Regions from separate parts of the Mus musculus genome. Here region 1 is linked to region 2. A link is a contact called in public HiChIP or PLAC-seq data. All regions are on one chromosome and are shown on one strand. Each heading gives the region's core, a stretch centred on a gene start, on an enhancer-like site or on the middle of the called end of the contact. The rest is flanking DNA. Distances are from core to core; before and after follow the strand shown.

Region 1 (6,010 bases), core at 2,250-4,749, 370 kb after region 2:
TGCAGTGTTGGATGGCCTGGAATTCAATACATAGACTAGACTGGCTTTGAACTCACAAAGATTCACTGGCCTCTGGGTTCCTGGTACTGGGATTAAAGTCTTGTGCCACCCCCACCCCCACTCGTTCTTAAAACAATAAAAACGCAAGTATTTACTAAATAATACATTCTGGAAGTTTTACAAATGGAGACTACAATGTATCACTGATAGGAATAAAAGGAGGGGGGGGCTATGAGGGTCAACCTGGGCACAGCCTACAACTTCTAAAGCAAAAGGAAACATGGTAACATGCAAGCCTTTTCGTGGTATTTCCTCTTCCACCACGCATTGCTTTAGCTTTCTGCACGTATCACTTCTCCAGCTCTTGACTTTTTTAGCGTTTCTTATTGCTGTGATGAAATACCCATGACCAAAAAGCAAGTTGGAGAAGAAAGGGTTTATCCAATTTATACTTTCATATTGCTGTCCATTACCAAAGGAAGTCAGAATAGGAATTCAAACAGGGCAGAAACCTGGAAGTAGGAGATGATGCAGACACCATGGAGGGGGGGTGTTTCCTGGCTTACTTCCCACGGCTTGCTCAGTTTGCTCTCTTAGAGAACCCAGGACCGTCAGTTTAGGGATGACCCCACTCACTCCATTAATAACTAATTTAAGAAAATGCCCTACAGCTGGATGTTATGGAGATGTCTTCTCAATTGAGGTTCTCTCCTTCCAGATAGCTCTAGTTTGTGTGTCAAGTTGACACGACACTAGCCAGCACGCTAAAGAACTTGTCCAGAATCTCAGAAACAGTCAAAGGCAAAGGCTAATTCCAGCTCAAACAATTTAGAGTTCCTGCTTTTAATTACTTTATATTGTAACTCCCCCCAAGTGAGTGTTAATTCTCACAGCATCACCAGAGTTTCTGTGCAATAGACGAGGGGGGCTGCTTCTTCCTGGGGCACAGACAGATGCTGAATGCTCTTAGGCACTTTGGAACTCTGAAAGGCACTATTAGGGTTATTAGTGTTCTTATAGTAAGTGTTCCTTCTAATTAAAAAAAAAAAGTTATTAAAGACAGTGGGGTTGGGCAACATGACTCCTTATTCAGCAGCTGTTGGTTTCTTCCTGCTGCCTGAGTAAAAGAACTATCAGTCAGCTGTATTTCTACCCAGCCCAGCCTTCTTGACCACCCACTGACACTGAGAACACAACATACTGACTATAGCTGGTTGTCAGTCTTCTGGACTCAGCCATAGCTTTTAGGAACAGTTTGGGTCAGATTTTTTGGTATCGCGAGCCTTAGTAAACTCCATGTTAGGACATCTTAAACTTTCCCCATTCTTGCCTTCTTTTCACCTGAGAAACTTTTCTGTACCCCTAAGTATGCAAGTATGTAAAGTAGGCATGCAAATAAAACATACAACAAACTTTGAGGAAACTTATTTATTTAGGTTCTTTTGAGAGAGGGTTTCACTGTGTAGCCCTGGCTGTCCTGAAACTCAGTGTGTAGACCTTTGTGGCCTCAAACTCAGAGATCTGCCTGCCTCTGCCTCCCAAGTGCTGAGATTAGAGAGTGCCACCACCACCTGACTATTGTTCTTATCTTTTTTTAATTTTTAAATTTTTTTTTTATTTTTCGAGACAGGGTTTTTCTGTATAGCCCTGGCTGTCCTGGAACTCACTCTGTAGACCAGGCTGGCCTCAAACTCAGAAATCTGCCTGCCTCTGCCTCCCAAGTGCTGGGATTAAAGGTGTGTGCCACCATGCCCAGCTTGTTCTCATCTTTTAACAAAAACAAGAAAATCAGCAAACAAATAAACTAATTTTCAATGATAAGGATAAAAGGAGATTTGCATACTACTAAGATGGAGGTACTTGTGTATGAGTGCATGTCTCTGTGTTTATGCATGTGTGCACCGTATCCTCAGAGGCCAGAAGAGTGATTAGGATCCCACGATGCTGTAGTTATAGTTGTGCATCACCCCATGTGACTGCTGTGTTTGGTAACTCAGATCCTCTGGAAGACCAACAGTTCTTAACTCTAAGGCACGTCTCCAGCCCATAAACCAAACATTTTAACACAGTAGAATTCAAAGGTATACTGATTTAGTACACGCTGAAGAATAATGGTAGAAAAACATTAACTTCTTTGTTTTCCATAATTAAACCATTATATTTACGAGAGGAAAAAAAATCCAGAAAAATAGAAGATGTATGCTCAGGATCACCTAGTGAGATGCTTGGAAGGCACTACCCTGTGCTGTCTTCTCTGGATTTGAAGCATCTGATTCAAGGAAACTTTTCTCTTTCTGTTCTGTGAACTGAGGGGGCAACGGGAAAAGCAGCTGGGGCAGCTGAGAGCGGTGATGCATACGCAGCTGTGCAGTCTGGCGGCCACGCTGAGACAATGGCAAGGCCGGGCAGCTGGACAGCCGAGGAAGCAGCAGCTGAATAGTTCAAAAGCAGCCGGGACTGGAAGAAAGGCAGCACAGAAAAGGGACAGCTGGAGAGAACAGAGAGCAAGACCAGAAACTACAGTCCTGACAACTGGAACGTTTCAGAGTTGTTAAATCTTTGGGGCCAAGGTCTCAGACCCTGGGCCAAGAGCTGTAGCATTCATTGTTGCTGCAAATCCCAAAAACTAGGTCAACCTGGAAGCTGCTAGCTAGCCATAGCCAAGAGCTGGGGGAAATCCCTATTTCCTAAACCCATGCAAGAGCTGTTACAACTTTGCAGGGTCAGGTGGATCTCTGTTAGTTCCAGTGATACACAGTGAGACTCTGTAATTAAAATAAAAAAACAATAATAAAAAAGGAGAAACAGAAGATTTGGGCACTAAAGGATCACCTACTGCTGCCTCACTCGTTGCGCAAGCTGTCAAATACCAGCTCTTGATGTGGGTGAATCAGGACACCGGCCAGCAGATGGAGGACACATGTCTGTCTGTAAAAATAAGCCTGTCGGTTTAAAATGAGATATAAGCAGTAAACGAGGTTCCAGTCAGTGACGTTACACTTCACTTGTTTTCCCGTCCTCAGGTCCCATGTGAACCACCTTTAGTCGGCTACATCCTCCCCATCCGCCCCAAGCCCTTACAAGGATTCTCCACCGATTCGCACCACCCTTCCATCTTTCTCTGACAAAAGTCAGCATCCTCAGTAGACTGTCTCTGTGGTGAAGTGCCAGGGAATCCCAATACTTAGGTCAGCCTGGAAGATGGTAGACATCCAGACCCAAGAGCTGGGGAAATCTTTGTTTCCTACCCCCAAAGCAAGAACTGTTACGACTTGTAGGGATAAGTAAGTCTCTGTTGAGTTCAGTCAGAGACAGAGTGAGATTCTGTCTCAATAAAAAACTAGGAACAGGACTGCACTGCAGATGCTAATCTCCACTGCGATGCCGGGCAGGACCAACCCGGGAAATCTTCGTTGATTTGCTACACTGCCTGTACCGGCCCCAGCGGCCCCCGATCTCTAGCCACGCCCACACCACGCCCCCGAGCCTGCGCCTGGATGACGTCGGTTTTCCGCGCCGGGAAGAAGCCGGTGTGCGGACTTGTCTCGGTGCCGTTCATCCTTTGCGTGGCCCGCCACTATGAAGGAGACGCCGCTTTCCAACTGTGAGCGCCGCTTCCTGCTCCGCGCAATTGAGGAGAAGAAGGTGCGAGGCCTGCGGTGTGAACACCGTGGCTTTGGGTGTAGACTCGGGTTGTCCGTGGATACATTGTCAGTTCGGCCTGTTGTGTGGTCGTGGTGTGGACTCGGGGGCTGCCCAGTGTGGACTCTCCCCATTCCCCAAGCCTCAGGGCAGTATTTGACCCTGACCAGTTCCTTTGAACCTTAAGCCAGCAGTATTCAGTGGCAGGGACGTTGGGAACCAGGACCACACAGACACAGTTGCCACTCATAAATATGTTAAAGCAGTAAATGGTGTTTGCTTACAGCGCCTGGACGGCAGACAGACCTATGATTACAGGAACATCAGGATCTCATTCGGAACGGATTATGGATGCTGTATTGTGGAACTGGGAAAAACAAGGTAACAGGATTCAAGTTAGATAATGCAACAGGAGGTGTGAAAATCACAACATACTGACTCGGTTGTTTACTGAGCAGCTCCGAATTCCAAACGTGCTATTCTTATTCTTATTCTTATTATTATCATTATTCTGATGAGAAATATGTTTCTTTAATGCCAGCCTTTTTTAGTTTTGTGCGCAGTTTAACTTTCAACCATTAGTGCTTTCTGTTATATGAGTATCATAGTTCCGTATGACCATTATAAATCATGTAGACAGCTAACATTGATCACACAGGTTATCTGCATGTCTCATTTTCTAGTGTGAGGAGTGTATCGATCATGTCATCAGTAAGCCTCAGTTTCCCTTTTATTCTCAAATGATGTAAGAAATAAGAGATTTCCTTTCTGTCATCCTTTTGTGTATACCAATATTTTTTATTTCTGCGTGAAATCTACTTACCCTTAAAAAAAAAAACCTTTATTATTGTGTATGTGCATTATTGTGTGTGTGTAGGCAGGTTGCTGGGTCCAGTTTACCACATTCTATATGTAATTTCTGCCTCTTATGTCACATTGTGTTGTTTAGGTTTTTGTTGTTGTTGTTGTTATTTTAGATTTCGTCACCCTTTTTTTTTTTTTTTTAATTGAAAAGAAAGTACGTTTAGTTGACTGCTTTGCACCTTTATTTTTGCAGAGTCCTTGGACAGGTTTCCTGTGAACTTGTTTCTCCGAAACTCAATAGGGCAACGGAAGGTATCCTCTTTTTTAACCTTGAGCTTTCTCAGATGGCTGCTCCAGCTTTTGAGCCTGGCAGGTATCTCACTCTTTGTTAAGTTACTTTAGCCATGGAAGAACTTACCCTCAGTGAGATATTGTTTTCCTGCTCACAGTCGAAGTTTATCACATTAGTTCGTTCTTCTTTCCATAGGCAGTCAGATCTCTTGGTGAAGCTGAATCGACTCTTAGAAAGGTGTCTACGAAATTCAAAGTGTATAGACACTGAATCTCTCTGTGTTGTCGCTGGTGAAAAGGTGAGAAATATGTTCAAAATATCTTAACAATGAATACTGTTGATTCAGACACAATTAAAACAGACGTAGGAACCTGGAGACCTTGCAGAGGTTTGGGTTCGGTTGCCAGCACTCACATGGCGGTTCACAACCTCTGTAACTGTAGTTCCAGAAGCTTTAACACAGTTTTGGGGACACCAGGCATGAGTGTGGTACATGCATACATGCAAGCAAATGTGCATACATGGAAAATAAATGTGTTTTTTAAAAAACATAAGTTTCAAATGTTAGAATGCTTCCATTCAGTTACATATTCTTAGTCTTTCAAATGAATCCCATAGATAAGTTAACTATTAGTATTTCAAGTGTTTTGTTTTAAAGTTAACTGCATTTTTCCTGGATAAACTGGAAGGATTAGCCGTATACGTTAAAAAAAAAAAAAGTGCAGTATTTCTTTACCAGTGGCCATTGGTCATGCTCAGTTGGGATTTATTTTTATATTAAATTCACTTTCAGGTTTGGCAGATCCGTGTAGACCTACATTTATTAAATCATGATGGGAATATTATTGATGCTGCTAGCATTGCTGCAATTGTAGCCTTGTGTCACTTCCGAAGACCTGATGTCTCTGTCCAAGGAGAGGAAGTAACACTGGTAAGCTTCCAGGGCTCCGATCAGAATTGTTCCTGTGAGCAAATCCTTCGTGTGCTGACAGGAGACATGGCAGATAGCATTTAGGGTTCTTCTAGTTTTTATTCACAAGACAGAAACTGCAAATGGTCAGAAATGCCCTAGAAGTTTCATGTTCTCTCACAGAATTGCCTGTCAATAATAACATGACCCAGCTTGGTCTCCTGTAATAGAACTGTGGCTCTTTCTTTGGATTGACTACTAGAGGAAAGGGTTGGTCTCTGAGTAGGTCAGCATGAGAGGCCTGTAGTACCTGAAATGGACTGAGGCTTGCTGGATTTTCATGTTTCTGCAGGCCCTTTGTT
Region 2 (5,888 bases), core at 539-3,038:
GGCAGCAGCATGCTCACACTACCCATGAAGGGCAGCAACATGCTCACACTACCCATGAAGGGCAGCAGCATGCTCACACTACCCATGAAGGGCAGCAGCATGCTCACACTACCCATGAAGGGCAGCAGCATGCTCACACTACCCATGAAGGGCAGCAGCATGCTCACACTACCCATGAAGGGCAGCAGCACGCGCACCTCCATTTTTACTCACAGCAATGACTTCTTACCATTTTTTTTCCCTGAAGAATCTGCTATTCTTACAGGAAATGAAGTTGAGTGGCTGCATTGTAAACTTTGGGCGATAAAACTGAAAGTTGTTAAATTAGTGCAAAAATAACTCTTAACGGAATGTCAAGTAAAGGAATTTTATAGGTGTGACGTTAGTAAAGATCAAATTAAACATCAGGAAGAATGACCCAGGGGCCAGGAGCACTGCCTGCACTTCCAGAGGGCAGCACCTATGTAACAGTATTTTCCCCTGCCCCCATGTGGCAGCTCATTACCATCTGTAATCCAGTCTCGGGATCTGATGCCCTCTTCTGTCCTCCATGGGCCCCAGACATGCACATGGTACAGACATGTGAGCAATGCCCCCCCCCCCCCGGAGGTTCTTGAATGTGTAGTTTCCTATTACTAAAATTGCTTCACCCACCACACATATCCATCAACGCTCCTTGAAAATATAGACCATGTTGATGTAGCATTCAGTCATTCTTCTGCTGGAAGCGATCAGGGGTGACTTTCTCCTTTGAATTTATTATTTATGGATAAATGCATAAATATGCACACAACTTCTCATTGTCATATTGAAGTCATATGAGTTTTTAGCAGTTAAATAAAGATAACCCGAATCAGCACATTAGGTCCATTCTTAAGGATTTAGCAGTGTAGTGACCACTGTTTTGTTACAATGTAACTAGACAAGAAAGGTGACAAGTTATGAAAGCAATCCATAAAACACAAGTATCCCTTTCTTCACTTTGCTAATTTTTTTCTGTGTGATGCGATTGCTCTTTCTTATTCTACACCCTATTTTACTTTTCTCCTTTTCGATAGCACTTCATTGACACACATGACATGAAATGCCTGGAACTGAGAGAACCCAAGCAGTTTGTGCTCTTTGGTTTCCAAATCTTATTGCTTAAATTATAAAATATTCTGAGTTCTTCAGATAGGCAATGAGTGCTAGAGAGACAAAGTTAGGCAGCGAGGCTGTGTCTGGGCTTGGGGCTGTGTCACTGTTGGGAAGGCCATAGCCATAGTGGCGTCTTGACTCCTGACATGTTGACCACACCAGCGAGGGGCTGAGCTAGTGGGGAGCTCTGTTCTTCCTGACCCACCATTTGGAGGCCTGCCTTGGACACAATGATATTTCACAGGCTTGAATTGGTTCAGAACTTCTACATTAGTCTACTACAGAGAGAGCCTCTCTTAAAGTCTTTCATCTCACTAGAGGAAATAAAGTGCCAAGAAGAGATAAACATCAGATATCACCATCCATCACCGGTTATTTCTCTACCATCCATCCATCCATCCATCCATCCATCCATCCATCCATCCATCCATCCATCCATCCATCTTTCTGTCTGTCTTAGCAATAAATGAAGTTACCCAACCTTTTTTTTTTTTTTTTGGATGGGAAATACGTTACAAAACAATGAAGAAAGGAGAGTAAGACAGCACCGGAATAAATCTTAGCAAGGAAAGCAGGACAGGAAAAGGGGGCCGGAGACAGGAAGGGCAGGGCCATGACTCAGAGTTCATCCCTTTAGAGTGAGAAGTGCCTTCCTGTCCCATCACACTTTGTTTCACCGCGACCCTGTGATGTAAACAAGATAGAACCTCCATTCATGCAGACCAATAGAGACCTAAAAAGATGTCACTTGTCACCACAGAGACAGTATACAGCTTCAATGTGACATTTATCTCTTAACTTTTATTAGTTGTCACTTGCCTGATTCTTCATCCTCCTTGATTTTTTAATTATGGCACAGATGTCAGTTCCAAAGGCTGATTTTACAAACGTTTACAGCACACTACAAACTACATTATGATGTTCAGATGTTTAATATTCAAGGATGATGACACAATTTTAATAATTTTCATCCAGTGTAGCAATACATAAAAGTCACATTACATTGACTACATGGATAAAACTGCTGCCAAAACCACTGCTTTATTATGTACGAAGACTTTCAAAAATCTACTTTTATCATCTACAAAGCTGTTATAATAATTTTTCAAAGTTACAGTGTTATGTATTATGTTCATTTAAATGGAAAACATGTCTTGTTTCTCTTCTTGTCATTTAAAAAAAATAGTCCTGACCTTTGCTTAAAATAACTTTCCATACAAATGATATTAGCTATGAGGATATCATTACAGTTCATGTCCACTGCCGAAAGTAGAGTTTTCAGAAAGTTCAGAACTAAAGAAGGCAAGCTGTCGCTTGAGTTGCCTTTTCTCCCCTGGCTGCTCACACAATTTGACATCAACGTTGGCATCGCTGAATAAGTCTCCTTTGGCTTCCGCCACTGGACGCTGTGATCGTGATAACTTTGCTCTCTTTTGCATCATTGAAATCCCAGAATTTCCAGGCTTCTGTCCTGGGGAGAAGGTTTCTCTTACTATGCAATAACAAACCGCAGACAAAAAATTCTTTTTGAAGTTTTCATTCATAAATGCATACACAAAGGGATTACAGATGGAGTTGAAAAAGCCAATTGTTTGTGCAACAGCAAAAACCATCTTGATTGTGACATCATCATACTCTTTTTCAAAGTTACCTGAAATAGAATGATATTTTAGAATGCTGATTGACTTTATCAAGAAAATTAAAAACTACTTAGCATGTGACATATAAGTATCTGAAGACAATTTGAGGCAGGAATCTGATTATTCAGAAACAAACAAACTTTGTGGTGACCTTTCTTACCTACACAGTGTGGCGTCCAGTGTATGTTACTGGACCCACAACTTTTCAACTAAATAATTCAAGTGTCATGTAAACTAGAAGCAGCAGGAGTGGCCTTTCAAGTATTCACCCACATTGCAGAAAACACAATCATATGGAAAACCATGTGAACTCCTAGCTTACCATCCTGAGGCACCAACCGATATCCTAGGTATTATTAATTAATAAGGTGGGAGTCGAGGTTGTAAAAAGATGTCACATTGCATGCCCCCCCCCTTAGGAATAATGTAAGATTGTGGGAGCTTTTCTTTATTGTGTATGGCAACTAAATTACGCTTATTTACCCAAGTGTTCTTATCACACACAATCACCCATCACACAGAAGGTTGGCGCTCCTGTAGCAGGAAAGAACCAGACTCAAGGCTTGGTATTTAATTAACAGCAGGGGTTAACAGTCATGCCTGTCTGCTCTAGCAGGAAATGGCCCAGAGAGTCGCCAAATGAGAAGGCCAGGTACTCACTGTACTCAACCATCATGTGAACAACATGGAAAGGTGCCCAGCACGCAGCGAAGAGAGCCACCACTGTCACCATCATAACGACAGCCCGCTTCTTCTTCCTAGACCCACAAGAGGGCATTGTGTTGGTTCACTTTCCCATGGAAATGTGTTAAACAGCAAGACTGGAATAAAAGCTGAGCTTAGCCCACTCCAACATAGTAGCATCGCCTTTTCTAGTTTGTTTCACCCCTATCTTCACAGTCTTCATGCAATAAGCATGCTTGTGACCTGTGCACATTGTGGGCCTGGTTCCACTAGGTTACTGGCATGGATTATATCATTAATATTCAAGCAAATCAATGGACCAATGCAGAGACGGAGGCACAGAGAAGGTACCATGATTTGCAGGCAGACAGATGTATTTGGGTTTGGATTTAGGAGTCTAAATTGAGTGACTTTAATTCACTGTATATTGAAAATCATTCATGTCTGTGACAGCAAAAGATCAGTATTTATGAAATACAGTAAACTTCAAGGATGGAATTAAAAATCTAGTTTACCAGGAATTCAAACTTATTTCTTTATTCTTCTTATAAGGTAGACTACACTAGAACTATATATTTGCTTTATATTTTACAAGTTCATACCTGGCACCTCTCTTTTCAAGTCAATAGCTTCCTTTCCTCCCCGACCCCCCCCCCCACAAAAGGGATAATTAATTTAATAAAAATACCCATGGTGATGAAGTCTCTCATAAAGGGGCCCATCTGTATACAAATGGCTCACTAGAGGGCGCTGCACAGTCGTGATTCAACTAAACCCCATCAAATCCCTGGAAATCTGAACTGGAGGCATTATTAACTCGCTTCTACTTGAATGTTTAATAAAGACTATAAAATCCATCTTCTATATAGTGTTTTTTTTAAGTGTATACTAATGAAGAAAGTCAGAAAGATAGCTGTTATGTTAAAATAAATTTTCAACAGTAATCATTTAATATACATAAATATGCTCTGGTTTAAAAAGATTTTATTATACATTCCATCTCATGTATATTATTAGCACCACCTCTGAGTAGCAGGAAGTAGGGATGCTATAGTAAGAATAACTTGGTTACAAGAACCATTATGTAACTTTGTATATATGAAGAAACGGGTGTGTGTGTGGGGGGAGCAAAGATGCGGATCTGTGTCACATGGCCAGCAAAGTGACAGGGAGAAGAGACCCCCATTAGACCACAGAGTTGTGACACTGGTTCACCATTCTTCCTGCAGATTATATTTGTATAGAGATGGAAATGTAACCACTATCTTAATTCTCTTCATAACCCCAACTTTACTTCTGATTTAAGGACTAACAATTTTGATCTAACTTTCTGCCGCACGTTAAATTGCAAACAGCTTCAAGGGTTTAAATACTCTCAACTGAGGCTACTTTGACTAAACTACCCAAGAGTTCTGGCATCCTTGCAACTCTGTCCCTTCTAGGAAGACGGACTAAGCCATTTTACACAGAGGTGAGCAAACAGACCTGGCTATTTTGGACATTTCTTTCCCGTGGATAGTCTGAAGTGCTGAACTGTCTCCAACTCTCTTCTTGATCCACAGTTCATAGCCAATCTTGCTGTAGAGGACAAGCATCACCACAAGCGGCAGGAGGAAGAGGATGACGAGGATGAAGGTGGTGTAGATTCTCTGGTGCATGGGGCTGGCCCACTCTTCCAAACAGCAGACATGTTCTTTCTCATAGAGGAAGTCATACTTAATCTTTATGGCAAGGATAAGTGGGTTACAAAAGCCAGCAGTCAACACCAGAAGCAGCAAGTGTCATTGCAGACCACCCTTTGGAAGGCTCCACATCTGTCACCGACTTCAAACGTGAATCACTGTTTTGTTGCTATGTTGCAGTAAAGTGCAGCTTTTCCACTCACCTGCTTAGGTTTTTTGAGAACTCTGAGCTTTTAGATTTGAAATAAGATATTTGAAATAAGATTTTGAAATAAGTCTGTGCACACTTCTTTCATTTCTGACCTTTCTCAACCTTTAGTTCTGCTTCTTACATCTTGGCAATGAGCTGAAAGAGCTCACTCATCGCGCTGACTGTTGATAATGCCATACACTCTCTGCTATCTGCTTTAATACTAATTAAACTAATATATTTTGCTTTCTCATTTGTTGAAAAAGACAGACTTGGAGAGGCCCCAGACTTCCTTTAAGTATGAGATGCTAATAGAGGCATTAAAAAGGCAACTGGTAGCCTTTAAATTCTAAGGCAAATGGGAAATGAGATCCCAACTATGGCCAACCTTAAGTAATCCACGTGACCTTTGTTAGCTCATTTATTAGAACTATTCCTGACAGACTCCGTTTTAAACTCAAACATTATTAGCAACAACAGTAAGTGGTGTGACTCATTTCTAGGTCGCACTGCACCCTGAAAGCAAGCATATCCAAAGGTCCCATCTCTCAGCAA

The links. HiChIP or PLAC-seq counts read pairs in DNA pulled down with a chosen protein or histone mark.
Region 1: a contact with region 2 is called in an H3K27ac HiChIP or PLAC-seq map of trophoblast stem cells, with 9 times the contacts expected there. The contact joins the promoter of Exosc9 here to the enhancer-like site in region 2. A contact is called at or near these places in 2 of 39 promoter capture datasets (cranial neural crest and liver), 1 of 484 Hi-C or Micro-C datasets (bone marrow-derived macrophages), 5 of 115 datasets of contacts at active chromatin or transcription factors (the NIH/3T3 cell line, astrocytes, bone marrow-derived macrophages and 2 more) and 1 of 9 other capture datasets (macrophages).

The regions. Positions count from the first base shown.
Region 1 is chr3:36,549,107-36,555,116 of GRCm38.p6, forward strand. It overlaps Exosc9 (exosome component 9), which reads left to right and starts at 3,500. Exons shown (of 12, transcript NM_019393.2): 1 at 3,500-3,645; 2 at 3,929-4,023; 3 at 4,700-4,819; 4 at 4,934-5,036; 5 at 5,532-5,669. The coding sequence starts at 3,580.
Region 2 is chr3:36,177,508-36,183,395 of GRCm38.p6, forward strand. It overlaps Qrfpr (pyroglutamylated RFamide peptide receptor), which reads right to left. Exons shown (of 6, transcript NM_198192.2): 4 at 4,947-5,182; 5 at 3,438-3,535; 6 at 1,919-2,788. The coding sequence ends at 2,382. Among named protein-coding and RNA genes, the nearest start is that of Zfp267, 29 kb to the left of the region's middle. Within about 2 kb of position 1,789, at least 5 of the 459 cell types and tissues checked have an H3K27ac peak or open chromatin away from gene starts, as enhancers often do. A contact at or near this core is called in trophoblast stem cells, where this site is marked.